3 separate regions of the Danio rerio genome follow, and all the other regions are linked to region 1. A link is a contact called in public HiCAR-type data. All regions are on one chromosome and are shown on one strand. Each heading gives the region's core, a stretch centred on a gene start, on an enhancer-like site or on the middle of the called end of the contact. The rest is flanking DNA. Distances are from core to core; before and after follow the strand shown. Region 1 holds the start of si:ch73-206d17.1. Region 2 overlaps magi3a (membrane associated guanylate kinase, WW and PDZ domain containing 3a). Region 3 overlaps magi3a (membrane associated guanylate kinase, WW and PDZ domain containing 3a).

Region 1 (2,700 bases), core at 127-2,626:
GTAGTCAAAATAGTTAGTGAAGTTTGTTTGTTTGTGTGTGTGTGTGCGTGTGTGTGTGTCAGTAATAATGTCCCATGAGCAACCTCCCAAAAGACTAAACAAACGAAAAATTACCAAAACCCAAACACTTCACAATGCAATTTGAATAAAGCAAGCTTCAAGAGGGAGTTCAAGCCAAATCAACAAATAAAAAGTTCTCTAACTGATAGAAAGGAACTAAATCATCTATTAAAGAAAATCAAAATACCCTCACACCCTTCTAACATTAACAGGAGGAAAAATAATGACAAAAAGAAAAAGGGTAAAGTTTTAATAAAAAACAAAGTAAAGAGTCAATAACAAAGTACTATTGAAAAATGAAAAAATCATAATAATAAAAAAACTTAAATCAATCATTCATTCATTCATTCATTCATTCATTCATTCATGATTCTTTTCGGCTTAATCTCTTTATTAATTTGGGGTCACCATAGCGGAATGAACCCACATTGTATCCATGCATATGTTTTTAAGCAGTGGATGCCCTTCCAGCTGCAACCCATCACTGAGAAACACACTCATTCACTCTCATACACTATGGACAAATTTAGCTTACCCAATTCAACTGTACCACATGTTTTGGACTTGTGGGGTAAACCGGAGCACCAGGAGGAAACCCACACGAACTCGGGGAGAACATGCAAACTCCACAAAGAAAAGCCAACAGACCCAGCTGGGACTCGAACCAGAATTATTTATAATTTATAATTGTTTCATTATAAGCATATCTATATGGAGTACAATAGTTTGGGGGTTCTGTATTGTTTAGCCCTGGTTGAACCCCCAAAATGTGAAATTAAATTAATAACTGCAGAATATATTGGACTATTATTATGAAGTAATTTGTGTCTGTTGCATACAAAACAAAAGGAAAATCCTTTACACATTTATACATTTCAATATGGGACGTATAAATTTGCTCCTGTTACATGCATTTATATACATGAACAACATGATTTTAATGCATGTATTATGTACTTTACAAAAACAACATGCCATTTTGTTTTGCAAAGTAATATAGAACTGCATAACGTTCTTCACATCAAGTGTTAAAACAGAACTGTGAAAAACTTCTTGGTCTGATGTTGAATAATACTGCCATCTGCTGTAATAGTGCAGAGTTACACTTTCTACAAAGATTACGCCCCCTGAGAACAATGTTGTAGCATCCTGCACATGCTAAACATATACAGGCCTATAATATATTTATGATGATTCATTTCCAGTTCCAATTGCGAAGAAGTTGGAATTCAGTGTTAGGTTGCACCAAATCACAAGCAGTTCTATCTTTCCAGGGTTGAGTGGAGGTGATGGTCTTTTTTCCAGCAATAAATCTCTATCATACACTGAAAAACATTATGATCAATTAGTCATGACAGCATATGCTTGATTTTAGTTCATTGTAACTTAGTTAAGCATGTACCAACTTAAATGTATAAGATATGCAAGTCATTTTAACATAATATACATTCAATAGATTAATTTGATTCAGCTTAAAAATATAAGGCAACCAGAATTTTTTTCACCGTGTACAAGCTGAGATGCTAGCTATGGTAAGATCATCAGTCTGGAGTGAGAGAGTTCAGTCTCATCAGCACCACGAGGATAGGAAAAGCCATGTCTGAATTACAGATCCTAGAGCTGACTTGAAGATTAAGGAGAAATTGAGAAAAGAGGTCTGAGCACAGAACCCTGACTGAGGTACAGAACAGTATTTGAAAAGTATATATCGGCCTGCTGTAATTAAGAGAAAACTTGATATGGGGGTCTTTCCTCTTGCACCATATTTCCCTGCTTCAAAGAGAGAAATGTAGGAAAATTATACTCTAATTATTTGCAAAATTGTTTGGACTTTTACTTTGCATATCATAACTGAGCAAATCAATGCAGAAAAACACAGCACTCCTGGCAACAGTTAAAAGGCGTCTGTATGTGAGGTAATCATTAACTGAGTTGGTCAGTCACCCTCACGGTCATTGCTCCGAAAGCCAAAATCAAACCTTATGCTTACTGATTGTTCCCTTTACCGAAAGTGCTCTGGATCCTTTTTTTAAATTTCTCTTCTACCTTATTTTTCCAACAAGGTAAGGGTGCTAAACACTCACATCAAAAATATGTGTATTCATTGTGACTTTTGTTTTAGCTCTAATAACATATGTTCTGTGTTTTTGTAGTTCAAATGATTGTTCTAATGTCTTTTTTCAAATCAGTTTTGGAAATGTTAGAGAGACACCCACATGGCTGTCCAAGCCCAATGCAACATCTCCTCTGGCTCTGACCCAGCCTGTTGTAAGACTGTGCTGTATATTACAACCTAAATATATTTATTAAAGTGATTAATCAGATATGAAATATTCATGTAGTTATGTGCTGTATCATCCCTTTTGTTGAATGTATGACTGTACAGATGATGAAGGATCAGGTCCCCTCGCGGTCATTATTATTCCAAGCTTGCTGGCTCTCAGCACCCTGATTGTTGTGTCGCAGATAATATGGAGCTTTGTTACCAAAAGATCTTCAGCTCAGAAAATCACAAGCTCATCTTCAAATGTAAATGGTATGTGAAAAAATATTGATCTACTTTGAATACACACACAGAAAGTTGTTGTATTTTGTGTTAATACTTGGGTTTTTAAATATGTTTTAATATGTTTAATTAAT
Region 2 (2,700 bases), core at 165-2,664, 220 kb before region 1:
CTGAAGAATGTTGAAAGAGTGTAACCATTGTCTTACATACCAGGAAAAACAAATACTATGGAAGTCAATGTTTACAGATTCGTTATGCTTCAAAATATATTCTTTTGTGTTCAAGAGACGAAAGAAACTCAAGTTTTGAATAAGATAATAGTAAATAAATTATGAATTTTTGACTTGTGACATTTGACTTGTGTCCTCTGCAATGGACATTGCGTTTTCATCAATGTACTTTGAATTTTTTGAGCTACTCTGTCAAGTCCGGTTGTACTGTTCAGAGGGCATCCTGGGGTTTCTAGTGACATGACATTTGATTGGCTGGCATGGTAGGAACCACTTCTCACACTGCATCAAAAATGGCGGACGTACAAAAAAGCACATTTTAGGAAGGAAAGAGTAAAATTTAGCTTTTTAAATGGTATTGTACTACTATTATTATTATTATTACATGTGTAATTGTTTATTAAAGTGTCAGGAACAATACATTTAGCTTTCAAAGCTGTTAACTTGTTTGTGTTTCAAAATATCATCCTTTTTTAAACGTCCACTACAGTGGACATCAGGACCATCTTAATTTAATTAATGACTGCATGTTGTAGGAGGCAGAACTGAGGCAGAGAGGATTCTTTATAAAATAGTTGAGGGAGACTCTGATTTAGAGTATGACAATCAGACAATTAGAGAATTAGAGACAATTAAAGAATGACAATCAGTTTTAAATCACCTTTATGTTAAATTTCTTCTTAAGTTAAATCACTTCTTTTTTTGAGTTTGGCTCTCTTTCAGACTAAACTGTTTTAAGAATTTCAATACAAAAGGAAAAAAATGTCTTTTGTTTTGTTATCGTTGCATGAATATAGGATTTTTATCCCTTTTCAGCCATATCCTGTACAGTTTTGTTGTCTGAGTGGCAGTTGTTTTGAACTTAAGTGGTCCTGTGGTCCACAAAAGTGGACATGCTGTAAAACTAAAAATAAAAACAAAATGTAAAAACTCTAAATTGTATCATATTTTTTTTACCCAAAGGATGTAGGAAATCACAGAAAAAAAGAAAAACGATTCTTGGGGTCTCGGGTTGATTTATTTTTATTTTAATTTAAACTTTTTAAATTAATCCCCATCCTAAAATCACATGCAAACACAACCATTCTTTGCTTTGCATGTCGTTCAGATGCTCTCTTCCTATCAGCGCGTAGTTACTTCGCCCAAATCACCTTTAATGAGGATCAAACTTTATGGTGCAAGTCTAAAGTCTGGCCATGCAAAACAAACAGCAAATAAACATAAGTAAACAGTGAGAGTCTACAATTAAACTTCTCTTAATAAAGGATAAATGTTACGGCGGGTCAAAAACAGGCTCATAAACACACCCTTTATGGCTTTTGCGATAGCTTGTTGACACACGGAGGAATTTGCATAAAGAAATTGGATGCAGATGAATTTAGCCCTCAGCATGTGCCAGCTGAAGCATGTTTACTGCACCGCACTCCAATCCACAATTAAATGTATATCTCGGTTAAACTGTTTTACGATCCTCTGTACAGACGGTTGTCTTCGGGGAGCTCAAGTACACTGGCAGTTGTTTGCTCACACCGAGTGTTTGGGAAAGCGCTGCAATTATCGCCAAACGCGACTCTGCAGGAAAGCCAGTTCCCCTGATGCTCACCCACTGATTCTGATTTATTCTATCGCTTTCTGTGTGATCCCGCTGTGGCCACTTTCACACTATTATTTACTTGAGATCTGACAAAACAACTGCACACCAAAAAATGGATGTGGTGGCTGACTTATTGTACCGTTTGATAAACATAAATGAAGTGGGGTGTTAAAGTGCATTGTGAGACTTGGATCAAATCTAACCGTACATCCAGAATCTTGCAATTCTGTAATTACAGATTTTAATGCAAAATCAAGCAAATGACACAAAATCCAAAGCAGTTTGCAACTTTTCAAACTCATTTAGCCAAAGTGTAGTTGATGAAGGCAGCGAGACTCGATTGATTTCACCTACAGTAGCTTCAACTGTGATATAAAGAAAAATTGCTTTACTTAATGGATCAAAGTGGGCAATTATATAAGTTTATTATACAGTAGAATGGCAATGCACTCACATTAAATTTAGTTAAATATAATTTCATACTCTTAATCTTTGAATAATCTGTCTTTAATAAGACAATTACTTTGATAATTTTTTGATAATCAAATGTAGGGGTGTGCGAAGAACAAAATTTTTAAGTATTGGGTCTGCAGTTTCAGTAAAGAATTACACTAAACAACAAGTAAATCAATCAATAGATAATATAACAATAAACATTTACACAGCAGTTGACTGACGATCCTTATCGTCAGGTGGATCTGCAGTGCAAATTATTAGAGAGCATACGTTTTAGGGTCAAATTGAAAATTTAAGTGCTTAGTTTTATGATGTACTTCTGTAGGGGCATCCGCCACATAAAACACATGCCAGTGTAATTGGCGGTTCATTCCACTTTGGCAAACTCTGATAAATCAGGGACGAAGGACAGTGAGGGAGTTTTAAGATGAAAGCTCTGCCATTTTTTTTTTTTTAAATTGTAAAGCAATACAAATGCCTACCATGCTGATTAAACAACCCAAATACATCATATTTGCTAAATTTTCTTCATGTTTTTAATTTGTAGAAGAGAACTGTCAACAAAAAAACTTATTCTAACTGATTAAAGT
Region 3 (2,700 bases), core at 198-2,697, 240 kb before region 1:
TCTATTTAGCTACATTTAATATTTATAATATTTTAAATATCATAATTAATTTATAATTTTAATAAAGTGATTTTAGTATGCCAACCAACTTACAAAAGTTTATTTTAAACATAACAAATGAATCAACTTACTAAACCTTTAACATGTATAAGATAATATATATACACATACATTTAAGGGGGAAATTATTAGCCCTCCTGTAAAATTTTGTTTCTCAAATGCTATTTTATTAAAGATTTTTAAAAACACATTTTAAACATAATACTTTTAATAACTAATATATAATAACTAATTTCTTTATTTTTTTGCTATAGTAACAGTACAAGTACATGGTAGCCAAATACTATTATTCAGCTTAAATTGTAATTTTACTGGGATAATTAGTGCAAACAGTGGTTTGTTCTGTAGACAATCCAAAAAATTTTCATTAATTTTCCTTTGGCTTATTTCCTTTATTCATCAGGGGTCGCTACAGCGGAATGAACCTCCAACTTATCCAGCATATGTTTTACACAGTGGATGCCTTTCCAGCTGCAGCCCAGTACTGGGAAACACACATAGACTTTCATATAAACACACTCATACATTATGGCCAAGTTAGTGTATTCAATTCACCTATGTCTTCGGACTGTGGGGGAAACCGAAGAACCCAGCGGAAACCCATACAAACATGGTGAGAACATGCAAACTCTACACAGAAATGCCAACTGACCCAGCCAGGACTCGAACCAGTGAACTTTTTGCTGTGAGGCAACAGTGCTAACCACTAAGCCAATGTGTCACACTTCCAAAACAGAAATATTTCTTAAAAACTGCTTTTATCCTAGCAAAATTAAAATAAATAAGACTTCCTGCAGAAGAAAAATTTATATTATTGGAAATACTGTGGAAAAAGTCCTCTGTTAAAGTTCGCTTGAGAAAAAAATATTTCACTAAAGGGCTAATAATTTTGATTTAATAAAAATGCCCATATTACAATAGGATTATTTTGAGAGAGGAGCAGATCGTGTTTATAGTTTGACATGGAAAGTCCTAGTAATACGTCAATGATGAGTAGTAGTCTAACTTACCAGTTCTAGTTTCACACTCCCACCTCTAGTGTTATGACTATACTTTAAGCATCTATTAACACTCTACAATTAATCATTTACATCCATTTTGCAAAATGATCCCATCTGGGCTTGATCATTCATAAAAAACAAACAAAAAAAACTCTTAACAATTCTCACTGTGAAATAAAACAAATGAACAGCATCCCAGAATGCTTTAACACATCTACAAGAGAATGTTTATAAAAGTGTTGGAAAAAAGCTGCTATGAGGCAAAATGCCAAACTCGTAATAGCTTCATAATTAGAAGTTTTTTCCAAATTACACAAGTGTGTGCGTGTGTGTGTCTCGAGGCGACATTTTTTTTTCCGGTTACTCAGTGCTTCTGAGTCATTGTTTTGTTAACACATAAACAGTCTTCTGCTTTGACTGAAAACAGCGGTCATTAAAATTTGATTGGGTGGTTAATATTTTATTGTTCAACTCTGCCCTTCACTCAGAACTAATAGAATGAAACATTCAGTCCTCAGAGGGAGTGAATCTGTGTCCAAACATCAGCGACTGGAAATGAATGAAGCCTTTGGAGGATATGTACATAAACACACAGTAATCAGATAAATACAAACCTTGAAAGGTGAGTTTTCTGCGCACGGTCAACATGACCTGGCCATTGCGGGCGGCGTTAGTCATGAGCTCCAGAACCTGTTTGTGAGATTTGCCTTTGACAGGAACGCCGTCAATACATATGAGCTCGTCTCCAGCCCGCAGCCGGCCATCTTTCTCTGCGGCTCCCAGAGGAACAATGGCACCAATGTACACCTGAGGAAAGACACTGTGGTTAAAGGTCATGCCATTGTGTGGTCTGACAATCCAGAGATTCCCATACACTGATTTATTTGTTCACATTGTGAGCACTGACATAACTCGAGTGATCATAAATGACACAAAAAAGGTAGACAGTTTGTGTCAGTTTAATTATATTATGCTGTAAAGAAATGCACAGCGTTGAATTTCATGAACACACGTCACTAAAACAAACATTCAGGTACATGGTAATCTTGTTGTCAATGCAACCAACATGATATTTTTCATAAATTAGCTTCAATAGCATAAAAAAAGCTAAAACAATGTTGTAATAACTTTATTAACTTTAATATTACTTAATAACTTAATATAAACATAACAAACATACATGTATTTGTAAATATTTTCTTTTAGAAATGATTAATCAGCACTAAATTAATTCAAATAAATCCTTCCAAAATGCCTTGCCGTTCCTCGCACACTTGTGGATTTTCCCGTCTATAGAGGATTGTGCACCATTTAAACAATGCAATGAATGACATTGAACATAAAAAGCAATATAAAGTAGACATTTTTAGTATAGAAACAAATCCAATACATTTCCCAGTAAATAGCCTAAAAGAGCACCTGCTCAGTGCTTCACATTTTCACCCAAAAATACCAAAGCAAATAATGACAGAAAAAGTTCAGAAGAGCATTCCTACATGCAAGACTTTGATCTCTGATGTTGAATTGCTGCAGCAATAAGTGAAACTAAAGCTAGTGTGTGTGACTTGGATTATAAAAATAAACTTTATCCTCCTTAAATTGCCTAGTGAATACAATATGTGACCTTGGACTACAGAAC

Evidence for each region. HiCAR-type assays count read pairs that join an accessible place to other places.
Region 2: a HiCAR-type map of caudal fin shows a contact between it and region 1, with 9 times the contacts expected there. The contact joins the enhancer-like site here to the promoter of si:ch73-206d17.1 in region 1. A contact is called at or near these places in 2 of 18 Hi-C or Micro-C datasets (hematopoietic stem cells and skeletal muscle) and 1 of 4 datasets of contacts at active chromatin or transcription factors (caudal fin).
Region 3: a HiCAR-type map of caudal fin shows a contact between it and region 1, with 13 times the contacts expected there. The contact joins the enhancer-like site here to the promoter of si:ch73-206d17.1 in region 1. A contact is called at or near these places in 5 of 18 Hi-C or Micro-C datasets (caudal fin, embryo, hematopoietic stem cells and 2 more) and 3 of 4 datasets of contacts at active chromatin or transcription factors (caudal fin, embryo and pancreas).

What each region holds. Positions count from the first base shown.
Region 1 is chr23:29,408,094-29,410,793 of GRCz12tu, forward strand. It overlaps si:ch73-206d17.1, which reads left to right and starts at 1,377. Exons shown (of 10, transcript XM_684560.8): 1 at 1,377-2,123; 2 at 2,250-2,328; 3 at 2,447-2,596. The coding sequence starts at 2,277.
Region 2 is chr23:29,187,932-29,190,631 of GRCz12tu, forward strand. The region is part of intron 9 of magi3a (membrane associated guanylate kinase, WW and PDZ domain containing 3a); the gene reads right to left. Among named protein-coding and RNA genes, the nearest start is that of rsbn1, 51 kb to the left of the region's middle. Within about 2 kb of position 1,415, at least 2 of the 62 cell types and tissues checked have an H3K27ac peak or open chromatin away from gene starts, as enhancers often do. A contact at or near this core is called in caudal fin, where this site is marked.
Region 3 is chr23:29,171,519-29,174,218 of GRCz12tu, forward strand. It overlaps magi3a (membrane associated guanylate kinase, WW and PDZ domain containing 3a), which reads right to left. Exons shown (of 21, transcript NM_001365194.1): 14 at 1,676-1,868. Among named protein-coding and RNA genes, the nearest start is that of rsbn1, 35 kb to the left of the region's middle. Within about 2 kb of position 1,448, at least 6 of the 62 cell types and tissues checked have an H3K27ac peak or open chromatin away from gene starts, as enhancers often do. A contact at or near this core is called in caudal fin, where this site is marked.